Regions from separate parts of the Gasterosteus aculeatus genome. Here region 2 is linked to region 1. The links are chromatin contacts, called in public Hi-C maps. All regions are on one chromosome and are shown on one strand. The core of a region is the stretch at or near the end of the contact, and the rest is flanking DNA. Distances in the headings are between cores, read along the strand shown.

Region 1 (5,935 bases), core at 1,337-3,836:
ATTCCAGATAAGAGTATATTGTGCACAATATTCACATACATAACATTTTTTATCAATTATATAATTTTGTGCATTCCATTCTCCCATTTTCCAATGGGACAATTCCATATATGCTACTTGAGTGGTATAAACTGTACTGATGTATTTATATTATAAACTTTATATTACTTACCAACCAGAGTACAATGAAGTGGACATGCCCATTCTTGCTGCTGTTTATAGAATAAGAGAAGCTCCCGTTCCCGGTCCTCTTCAGACTCCCTTACATCCATCTTCATTCTAAGCGGTTTCCCAGTTGCATGTTCCCTTAGCAGATTTTCTTTGAAAACTTTGGCAGCTTGAGTGGGTTCCTCAATAATCTTCCATTCTAAACAAACAACAACAAAGTTATCTATTCCAGAGACATATTGTGAGTTGGCATGTTACCTGCATATACAGATACCCTCTCACTCTACACAACAGGAGGAAAATTATGTTATTTCACTGATAAAACGCGGGACCCAATAGCTTAAAAATCTGTCACAACGCCGAGTTGACATAAAAACGGCATTCAACAAAAACTAAATATTAGAAAAATAAAAAAAACAGGTGCATGTTATTAATTGCCTGTAACTATTATCTTATCCAATTCTATATTAAAAGTGTTCGCTTTCTATTGACTTTTCAGTTACACACAATCTTATAGCAACACTATTGTGATGACACATACCACTGTCTGTTTCTTTGCGATCCAACTCCTCGTTGACCATCACTGCTGGAACTACTGCACTCTCAGCTGATGTTTCAGACCTCACTGGAACACTGTCACTGACTAGGGCTGTCTCACTATCATTTTCTTCCCTTTGGCCTCCCTCTTGTTCTCTTTCCTCCATGGGTGTCCTCGAAGTGAACAGAATCGAAATGGTCATACTGGCTTATTTGTGTGCACAACACTCCAAGAGGACATATTCCCAAAGAAAATGAATATGCTACCCTCGCATTGCTTTAGGAAGTACATACCCATTGCAGCTCAATCTGTGCAGCTTCATCTCTGAAAAGGGAACTTCCATCTGACAAGTGATGCAGGGGATGACTGGACCAGAGGCAGGACGTGAGCTCTCCTAACAACAAATGGCTTTTAATTAATGATTAAAAGTCACCAGTAATCTTTGTTTTGATTATGTATTAAACTAGGTCTCTGTAAATTTATGTACACAATCTAAGGGTAGATCCTGTTGAAGTGGACGTATGTAGATTGTAGCCTGCCCAATCATCGTCGATGGATCTTTCAGATAGGCAAGGGTGTATCCAGTGCTGGGACACTGAAGCAATGCAAGATTTCGACTGCGAGTAGATCCTAAAAGTTTTAGAAGTTCAAAGCCTCCCCCTTGTTGGAGCTTCGGAAACACTTCAATCAGTTTATTTGTTATAACCATGGGATCGTGGTCATTCCCTGGAGAAAAATAAAATAAAATCATAACTCACCTCACCTTAAACCTTTAAAACAAAGCAAATAAGCCTGTGATAACTATTATTCACAGTATTAAAATGAATTACGTTTGAGTCACTATACAATTAAATGCAAATAATTTCAATGAACACAATTTGTTTTGTTTTGGTAAATGCCTAGTTTCGCACTGACCTGAAAATGTTACTTTTTGCTCTCCAAGTCCTGAATGAGGAAGTTCAGCTATAACCAGTACGCTTGGCATTTTATCCGCATTGTGGTCAGCCAAACAACAGACAGTATTTGTGTAGCTTCTTCGGCTAACTTGGACTTGTGCTGGTCGTCTCGTCATATTCCTTCTGGCTCCAATGTTGTATGGCGCAAAGAGCCTTGCTACCTCCGCTGCAACACAGAAAAACGTCACCGCTCAATGGTCACCAGTCAGCTAAAACAGTCTCTACTTCTATCTTGGGATGCTCAAACCAGCTAACACCATTAGCTAACTAGCGGGTTTTATGCTCCACCAATTAACAACGAACGTGTCGCGCACGAAACATCATAATACCACATACAAATACATTTTCGAGTCGATCTAATTTAACCCACACGTGTGTCCCGAATCATTAATGAGTAGCACACCTGGCTAACATGAAATTACTTAGCTTACCTTGGACAGGTGTACGTGATTGAGCGGCCGGTATCTGCTGTGACTGAGCCGCCGGAGCCGTTGGACTTCTGCTCAGAGCTTCCTCAATCAAATTCGCTGCTTCTCTCAGCAGCTCCGGGCAACTTTTTGACATTTTGTCCTGCACCTCGCACGGCGTCTGCGTCCTTGGTCATTGGGGCTAGCAGGACCGCGTCATCTCCTTGATTTTTAGCCGTTGCAATGAAAGTTCTGTTTAACAGCGTATCCAAACCAACGTAGAGGTGAATAGCGTCACCCAGTGTATTGGAATGTGTTCAGTAGCTCTGCAGCGATCCATTATCTGGAATTGATTTGTCTTGACTTGATGCACAGGGTAACCAATCAGGCGTTATGTTCCGCCTACCAACTTTTGATGGGTCAGTTTGACAGTTTTAAGTAATTCATGAAGCGCTGCAACGCAGGATCATGAAATGTAAATGTAAATAGTGAAATAGTTATATATGCATTTTACATACAATGAATCGGTATTTTAATTAATTAATGACACATTTAATGACACATTTATTTATTTAATTCCAATTTTAATTAATGAATGACACATTTAAGTAATTATTTAATGGTGTATTTATTTATTTAATTGTGGCACTTTTAGTCCTCCATAGCATAAGAGGCCAGACACTGATATGGTTGTACTTACAGTCTTTCTTACTTCCATTGTGCTTTTTCCTGTAAAGTGCATTACATCAGTCTTGTTCAACTCTCTTTCAACTGAAATAAACGTGAGGCCTCCACCTCCTCCTTCCTGTCATTATCCATGCATTCCCTCTCTGAGAATAAGCTCTATCAAGTTCATGTGTGATTTGGCTTAACATAATTATACCCCTCCACCGCTACATCTGGATCACTCTCGCTCCCTCTCTCCCTTGCTCCCTGGTGTCGCTTGTGGACTTATAAACAGTAGACAATTAGGAGCGGAGGATAGTTGTATTAATTAGCAGGTAACAAGGGATGAGTAAAAGAGGGATTGATTGATGGATGGAGGTATTGAGCTTATAGAAAGTCAGATTGTACATTTTCACTGCTGTTAAGGGTGATCCTATTGTAATACAGAACACACCAGAATGGGCAGGAGTGTATAGAAAAACATATCCTGCTCAACATGATATATTCTTTTGTAGAATCCTAGAGAATGAAGAATTAACATAAAACGTATGTCCTCTAGGGGCGGCATGGTGGTGTAGTGGTTAGCACTGTTGCCTCACAGCAAGAAGGTCCTGGGTTCGACTCCGCCCAGTGGCCTTTCTGTGTGGAGTATGCATGTTCTCCCCGTGTCTGTGTGGGTTCCCTCCGGGTACTCCGGCTTCCTCCCACAGTACTCTGGGGATCAGGTTGATGTAGGTGTGTGATGTCTCTGTGTTAGCCCTGTGATTGGCTGGTGACCATCCAGGGTGTACCCAGTCTCTCGCCCGAAGGATAAGCGGTTTGCGGATGGATGTTTGTTCTATACAAACAGATCAGAGCTGTATCCTTTCACACATTTACAACATAAATACCACTTTGTATTTTCATTGAGCCCTTTCAATCAGAAGGTATACGGGAACATGCCAACTTAAGCATGACAACCATTGTGCAGGTTTCAGTGACTACAACCAGTCAGTTGATGTCAGTCAATGTCTAATGGGCTCTCCACACACTACATTAAAAAGTCTAACCCAAAATGTGATGCTAGCTGTTGTGACTAGCCTCGTTCTGCCTCCGGACATTTATTGGCCTTTATTTGGTTGTTGAGGCAGTCATCTGGTATTTGTTGTTGTTACGAGTGGTCTCTGTCTCTCTCTCTGTGTGAGTGGAAGGAGTGTTGAGCTTGTGGAGCGTGATTGTGAGCGTCTGATAGTCCGTTCGTTATTTCTTGCTGCTAATGTGGTGAATTCTAAGTGTTGTGGTGTGCAGGGTTCGTGGTGTTAGTGCACATAAAAGGGGTTTGGGTGATTGTTGTGGGTAGTTTGCGCTACACGCCGGCATGACGCTCACGGAGCTAACGAGGAAGCAAGGCTTCAAAATACCGCCGCGCTTCCCATGCTTGGTGGAAGAATGCAGCCTGGCGTTGTGGGAGATGGTCGGCCACAGCAACGTGAAGTCCGCAGCGCGGATGAACGGGGCTGTGGTCATATTTGTTGGCAGCGTCGTCATAGAGAACAGGATCGAGGTAGAAGACTACTTCTCTGACAAAGAGACCTTCTCCGAGTCTGTCAGATCATATATGAGCAGTGCAGGGAGAGGAGGTCTCACTGATCGGGAGGTCTTCAGGCTGCGGAAGCTGATACTGAAGGCCAGAGGAGAAACACACGGACCTCTGGGCTCGGAGGCATGACGTCCTCCTCCGATCCCACCACCCTGAGATCCTGGACCTGAAGTGGACTCTTCTCGGGCGGGAATCCATCTAGCTTAACGGGAGAGACCTGAGTGGGAGGACGGAGAGGCTGTCCGAGGTGGAGAAACGACGTAGGGGAAGAGACTCCTGACTCTACCGACCGGTTTCTGGCTTGTGGTTGTTTTTTATGTTATGTTATTATTTTTCTAGAGCTGAAGGCCTAAGTATGACCACCATGCAGGCTTTCAAGAGACAATGACGCGAGGAATAGTGAACACGGGGACGATGTGAAGAGATGATGTGCTTAGTCAGATTGCGTTTTTTTTTTATTGTACTTTGTGGGGTTTTGTGGAAATAAACATGCTTGAAAAATCGGAGCGGAAGGAGTGGTGAGTGAACGGAGCGTGAGGTGAATTGTTTGAAAGTGTTTTCTATCCGTTATTTCGTTTATTTTCGGTGTTTTTCTGGTGTGTGTTGTGGGGTGAATGCGTGGTGGTGTGTATGTGTGTCTTTTGTCTCTTTCTGTGTTAGTTTGTCCGTGTTTGTAGCCGGTCGGACCTCACGGGGCTGACGCGGAAGCACGGCGTGAAGCTCGCGCCGGGCTCCGCGTGCTCCGTGGAGGACTGCGGTCTGGCCGTGGGGGGTGAACCGCGCGGTGGTCATTTTTGTAGACAGCCTGGAGAAGGCGCGCGAGGTGGTGGCGAGCGGCGTGGTCGTCCGCGGTGCGCACGTGCCCGTTCTTCCGCTCGCCGTTCCGGCTGTGAGGGTGACTGTAGCGAACGTTCCGCCATTCGTTCCGGACGAAGCGCTGATCGAGGAGCTGGCGAAGCACGGGAAGGTGGTGTCCCCGTTAAGGAAGATGTCCTCAGGGTGCAAGTCACCCTTGCTGAGACATGTGGTCTCTCACAGGAGACAGACCCACATGGTCCTCACCAAAGCCCAGGCTCTCAGCCTGGTGATGACGGTGAGGATCGAGGGGTTTGACTACGTTATGTTTGCCACATCGGATGACGGGAGGTGTTTCCGATGAGGTGGAGAGGGACACCTGGCGAGGGTGTGTCCGGAGAAGAACCCCTCCACTCGGGACCAGAACCAGGGAGAGGCCAGGGAGGAAGAGGGGGAAGGTAAGGACCAGCGGGTCGGTCTGGTGGGAGAGGAGATGGGGTGAGTGTGGGGGCAGGTGAGTGTGGTGGTGGGTGAGGCCCAACCGGTCGGTGAGGGGGTGAGTGTAGGGACGGTGAGGCGCAGCCGGTCGGTCAGGGGGGTGAGGGAGGAGATGGGGGGGTTGAATGTAGCCAGGCGGGCGGGTCTTGTGTAGTGACAGAGTGAAAGAGGAGATGGGGGTCCAACAGGAAGGTGAAGGAGCTCGGGGGGCGCTCAACGGTGGGGGTGCTGTACAAGGTGGAAGCTCGGACAGCGAGGAGGAGGGAGGGGGGGTCTTTAAGGTCTCCCACCTGAAGAGGAAGACTAGGGCCAGCAGGGGAGGCTCTCA
Region 2 (5,935 bases), core at 2,081-4,580, 150 kb after region 1:
GAGATGCGGCTGGTGTAGAAACGGTCTAGGAAATACTGGATGTTGTGGTCGGTGACGGCGTCCTGCCGGTCGAAAGCGTCTTTGTACTCGATGATCCCCTGAGCCATGGTGGGGACTACGTCGTTGTGCCGGTTTCTGACGGACTCCAAGATGTCCACGAACCTGAGATTGGTGGGGAATGGAAAGAGGAGAAAAGGAAAGAGCAAGGGGATGAGGACAAGACAGAGGGAGAGGAAGATGGCAGGGTTTAGGTTCAAGGAAAAAAGTTGAGAAACGTTATCCTGTCCAGTTTTGTCCCAGTTTGGCTGGTGGGTGTGCTTCACTCACATTTCAAGGACTCTGTGGTCATCGGGGCTCTTGTCCAGGAAGTCCAGGATCTCCATCAGGCTCTGAATATACCTGACAGACCACAAACACCAGCAGAGAGTCACTGGCTGTCCAGCAGCTGCTGTCCCAGGAGATATCAATAAGAGAGAGGGGGCAGAGACAGAGAGTATGTAAACACCACCACCCATCTCTGACCCTAACGTGTGTTTGTGTGTGTGTTTGTTGACGGGATTCAAAGAAAATAACTACGTGACTTTGGTTTCCTGAGCCGACCCTCCCCAACACCCCACCACCTCGTGTCCTCCTCTTCTCCCCCTCCCTCCTACACACACACCAGATCATCAGAAATTTTTCACAACATGCTGTAAAGATTGTGGAAAACAGAGAGAACTAAAAAAATAACTGTGTTAATTAATCTACTACACAGCAAAATTCTTAGAGTTAATTTTCCGGAGTTAGGCAAAAGTGTTGAAGTGCAGAGTTGAAGTCACACTGCAAAAAGTTGACAACTGTTACAGAGTCAATTGTACGAAAGAGCTGAGAGCCATTATCCAGTGTCAAGGACTTGGGTTTTTAACTCTACATAGAGTGTATTTAACACTGAGCAGATTTATTTGGACACTTATTCCGAGTTAAATTGTTAACACTTCGTTGAGTGTTGATTTAACACTGACCACTGAGAGGATTAGGACAATATAAACACCAGTTTAGAGTTAAAATTGAATCTGACAGTCAATTTAACTCTGAAATTTGCTGTGTATAGACAACAACATGAACGTAAAATCATTCAATCGACATTGCAAGATTGTGTCACTTATAGACACTTAAAAACTTTTTTTTTCTTCACGTTGTTATGTTTGCTATACCTCTCAAACTCCCTCTCAAACGGCAACATTGCAAGCCAACAACAATGAGGTCAAAGGTCAGAGGTTGTCTTGAATTAAATTAGTCTTGAATTAGCCTCAAAAAGGTCGAGAATAAATATAACCAGAGAGTTTTTGATACACATTGTCATTTTAAATGTCTCCATGATTCATTTAAATAACAGGAATACAATCTTTCGTCATCTTTCAAACTCAATATTTTCTTATGGATGATGCTGAAAGTGTGACTCGCTTTTTATAACTAAGTGAGCCAACAGATTGGAACGGGCTGTTCCTCTCTGCAACAACAAGTTGTACAGTAAAGAGGAAGAAAGGTGGGGGCTAGAGGGGGGGGAGGGGTACTGGGACAAAGTTCAGCACCACCTCCTCATTCTCTAATGCAATTTATGATTATATCATGGCGTGTTATTCATTGGGAGAGGATTAACCACGTCACAGCTCTTAAATGAGGACCTACTCTGCAGAAACAAACAAACAGTTTTGAAAGCGTTTCACAAGTCTGAAGAGTCAGAGAACGGTCTGTGCCTGAAGGGAAAACATGAAGTCATTCAAAGGTGGAATGTCACATGCACTTTTGTTAGCTGCACATATGTTTCAATACATTTTGTGAACAGAAAACCTTAGTGAATATTTTTTTTAGTTAAAGAGGATGTTGTGTATTCATTCAATATTATTATTATTATTATTATTATTATTATTAACATATATATTTCTTGTTGCACTGTGTATTTTGTTTACAACTTATGGAATAAATACAGGTATATATATATTGCACTATATGTATACTGTATATACCTAGGAAATTGCTCACCTTTTGTATATGTACAGAACCGTCAAATGTTATGTCATATATAAAGATAAGTTAATGAGACCTATTTTCGTGGAATGAAATCGTGCACTCTTCAGTGGGAGTCCAGGCCTCACCAGCTGTGCAGCAGTTGGACAGAGGGCGTGGCCAGCAGCCGCGGCGGCAGCACGCTGATTTCCTTCACGATGTTGGCCAGACGCACAGGGAGCTCCTGCCGCAGGAACACGAACGACGTACGCTCACAGGCGTTGGTGGAACCTGGAGGTCGGAACAGAAGGGTAGTCTTAACTCACACGTACTTGGTGGTCGCATGAGCGAATTGAGCGAATTGAGATGGCTGAGATGAATTGAGGTGACTTGTTAAAATGCTTTTCGCTCGGTATATTTCATATCTGGCTCGGTCATGAAGGCATTGAGATGTGGTCGAAAGCTCTACAAAGTGCACCGATGTCAAGAGTAAACTAATTATTTACGGAACTGATCATGAGGAAGACATAGTGAATTAAAACAAAACCATGGTACTGTACATCAATGAAAGGTGCTTGACCTCCCCAGGACGGTAAGTGATATCCTCTCAACCTGCTCCCCACATCTTAAACCAACCTCATATTAACAGCAACAGCTCTACGTCCACAATAAGGGAAAAGTCATGATTTGACAGTATTTCCTTGTTGTTATTGTAACACATTGTCTCATGTTCATTACATGATCATAACTAGAATGGACCACGAGCAGCAGCAAAGGAACCACGGAGGCACAACAACACTCACCGAAATCCAAAAACTGCTTCATGGACAGAGGAGAGGGGGAGAACTTGGAGAAGTGGTCGATGTGTTGTGGCATGTTGGCCTGAGCCACCGTCTTCACCACAGAGCCAACGAACCGAACTTTACTCGTCATCCTCAAAGCGGCCAAAGAAACCTTTAGGAAAGAAGATAACAATCTTTGAGTGACAGCTGAGGGGCTGAGGATGCTGTCGTTTACAGTCTGCAGTCCGACGCGCGGAAACCTTCGTTAATAGAAAGGCTCAGCCTATGGGAGAGCTCGGTGGCGGCCAGCGAATCAGAATCTACGAAGGGTCCCGCCCACTTGTATTCTGAATGTGGTAAACAAGAGTCGAATGGAAAAAATGTCAGCTGTTGTGTCCTCGTGCTGTCGTCACGTTCACACCAAGCTGCACGGCACTGCTACACTTGTTTACATGGAGGTGGAATCCAACCATTAAGTGGCTCTTTAGTAATTGTCATGTTCGTCGTTCTGACGCACAATACTATGTTTGGTTTACTGGTTCTTTTCATTAAAATAAGCAAAAAGCAAATGGAATCATGTTTGAATGGAGAAATGAGGTGTAACAGGAACTGGCATCCAGCATTCCTCAGAGGCCTTTTTTTTGCAACCTTTCCATTCACCACAGATCAAAGGGTAAAGAAACATCGTGACGGATGTTATCATGATGTTCTACATGTTATTACACAATACCTAATGGTTTCCAAATACATTTATTATATTCCATTGATTAAATGTAATGTTGTCTCTTGCGAGACAATGCCCAGAAATGGTGGTGGTGCCTCTATAGCATTGTTGAGCCTCCTTTAAAACGATCCAAATCGTGTGGAGTGACATAAAGGTGGAGGTTTTTATGATGATGCGCAGGGTCTCTGGGGCCCTTGTCCAATGAGACCTCATAGTTGAGGTAGGACCAAAAAAACATATATGTGAACCAACTTCTTCATGGGGTTAAGTATAAAAATAATTTATTTTACTTACACTTAGATGTTTCACCAAAAGGATTACCCTGTCCACTAGATATCGCTCTTGGTACTGCTGGACATATACTCACTAATATAACGACAGAATAATATTGCTGTTGTGTTTCCTCTAAGACGGAGTGTGAACATTGAGTTTTATTATATGAAAGACGCCACATGTGGACGGACACCTGCATGTTGCCATTTGATACCCGTTTGTTTCAACCCACATACTCTTGTGATAATGTGAAAAACAGTGACACACCAATGAAAGTTGTGTGTGTTTATAAGAGAGGTGTTTCAAAGAGTGTATAGATTCTATTGCACTGTTGTGTGGTGTTCGTGACCTCATTGTTTACATTAAGGGTCTTTAAAGTTTTTCAGGCCAAGGACCCCCAAACTGATGGTTTATAAAACTGATACAATTGTTTTTTACATTAAACTGGGCCTCATGCCATGTATAGACACACTTTGTTATTGTATATCCAATACTAAGCTATTGAAATAAACAGCTTCATATGAGGTGGCCGGTACAACGCCATTTATAACAGCCTTGTCAACTAATATCAATGACAGTATTATAATTGCTTGATGATCATGCATATAAGCTATTCAAGTTACAATTTTTGTTTTCAACATAGATTTGACACTTTATGTGAGTGATGGCACATTATAGTTGTTGAAGCTGAAAGATAACATCTTCTTCCTCCATTTATGTATCTGTTAAAATATGTTAGATACAATATAAAGACATCCAAATTTGTGAAAAGAAATTAGAGGAAAAACAAAATATGAAAGAAACATGGAAAATAATGTGTAATATGTTTCCTTTGAATGGATTGAGTCTCAGTTAGACTTCAGCATAATGAGACTGGAGCACCTGGGGGTTTTGCCCTAAAGCATACGTCATCATGCAGCACTCTATAGATAGAAGAGAAGAATCCTTAGGAGCTTTGAGGTGAGGTGAGGACTCCCTCTTGTGGTTGGCAGTGACCACAGCAGCACCTTGCAAGTGTTTACATTTGAAACCGTCATTAAACATGCATACATTTTTCATTCTTAATAGACAATACACCTTAAGTGTATGGAAGAATATTAATGAAAATGATTATAAGAACAAAAAATGTAACTTCAAATTAGGAATAAACAAATTAATTGTAAACTATTAATTATTTATAGCTATAATGCATACTATATACATGCAATAGAGCTTAAATGACCAACTGTGCTGTAAAAAAGATTACATTCTGAACAAGCTTCTAAGGCTAAGTGTGACAGAATAACCAGAGAAAATGCCCGAACCAAATTTCCACTCTCTAAAACTCACGGCACCGTGGGGGGGTTAGGTCTGTCCCCCCGTCACACCGTCAACTGTTTGAGGGCTCTGTGGCAGACAATTTGAGCACTTAATGAGAAATAAATTCTGACTCTGCCCAAGGGAATTACCCACAGGTCATAGCAGTGTGACGCTTAAAACAGGATAACTAGTGAAAGCGTGGGGACGTAAAAAAGACATAAGCAAAGAGTGCGTTCAGCCTGTTATATTTAATTTACATAGAAATATTAAAGATTAAAGATAGAACAAAAAAACATATGAAATCAGATGATATTTACTAATTTATTCATCAAGCTGTTTTGAAAAGTAGAAGAATTATTTTATGAGGACAGAGCCTGAAAGAGGTTCACGATGGAATTGGCAGCTAGGTTTCTGATTGGATCGATGCTGCCCCCTGCTGGGCTATACAGGCACCAACAACAACAACACTTGTTGCGTTGGTTGTGTGACGTGGTTTTCAAGAGATGCAGGTTGTTGGTACTCCAGTGAAAGCTAGGGGAGTGAAGCTGTAGAGGTGATGCTTAATGCTTATTTCAGACAAGAGACAATGTGTTTAAGGTGGTTTCAAGGTTTTGATTTAATACTGAAACCTATAAATACATCAGTTCCAGATAAACCTATGTGCCATAGTATAACTATAGTCATGTAAATGAACTCCGCTAGCCAACCTTTCATCCCACTCAAGATCACCTCACATACAGTTTAATATGCAAGAACAGTATTGTTTTTATTAAACAGCATATTCTAGCATGCCCATAAAGCAAACAGTGGGATTATGGATACCCACTTTAATTAACACTACTTAATTAAGGTAATTACTGTTGGTGGATTT

Evidence for each region. Hi-C and Micro-C count contacts between places; a contact is called where the count stands out from the background.
Region 2: a contact with region 1 is called in a Hi-C map of skeletal muscle, with 2.5 times the contacts expected there. The contact joins the promoter of LOC120828007 here to the promoter of LOC144384592 in region 1. A contact is called at or near these places in 3 of 6 Hi-C or Micro-C datasets (skeletal muscle and whole body).

The regions. Positions count from the first base shown.
Region 1 is chr11:2,368,359-2,374,293 of fGasAcu3.hap1.1, forward strand. It overlaps LOC144384592, which reads right to left and starts at 2,587. Exons shown (of 12, transcript XM_078084379.1): 1 at 2,094-2,587; 2 at 1,622-1,828; 3 at 1,194-1,432; 4 at 1,000-1,100; 5 at 710-879; 6 at 173-367. The coding sequence starts at 2,226.
Region 2 is chr11:2,519,145-2,525,079 of fGasAcu3.hap1.1, forward strand. LOC120828007 (pyruvate dehydrogenase (acetyl-transferring) kinase isozyme 2, mitochondrial) reads right to left here and starts at 3,331. Exons shown (of 11, transcript XM_040191275.2): 1 at 2,790-3,331; 2 at 2,136-2,277; 3 at 328-399; 4 at 1-162. The coding sequence starts at 2,919. LOC120828009 (a long non-coding RNA gene) reads left to right here and starts at 2,277. Exons shown (of 2, transcript XR_005713475.2): 1 at 2,277-2,578; 2 at 2,739-3,337.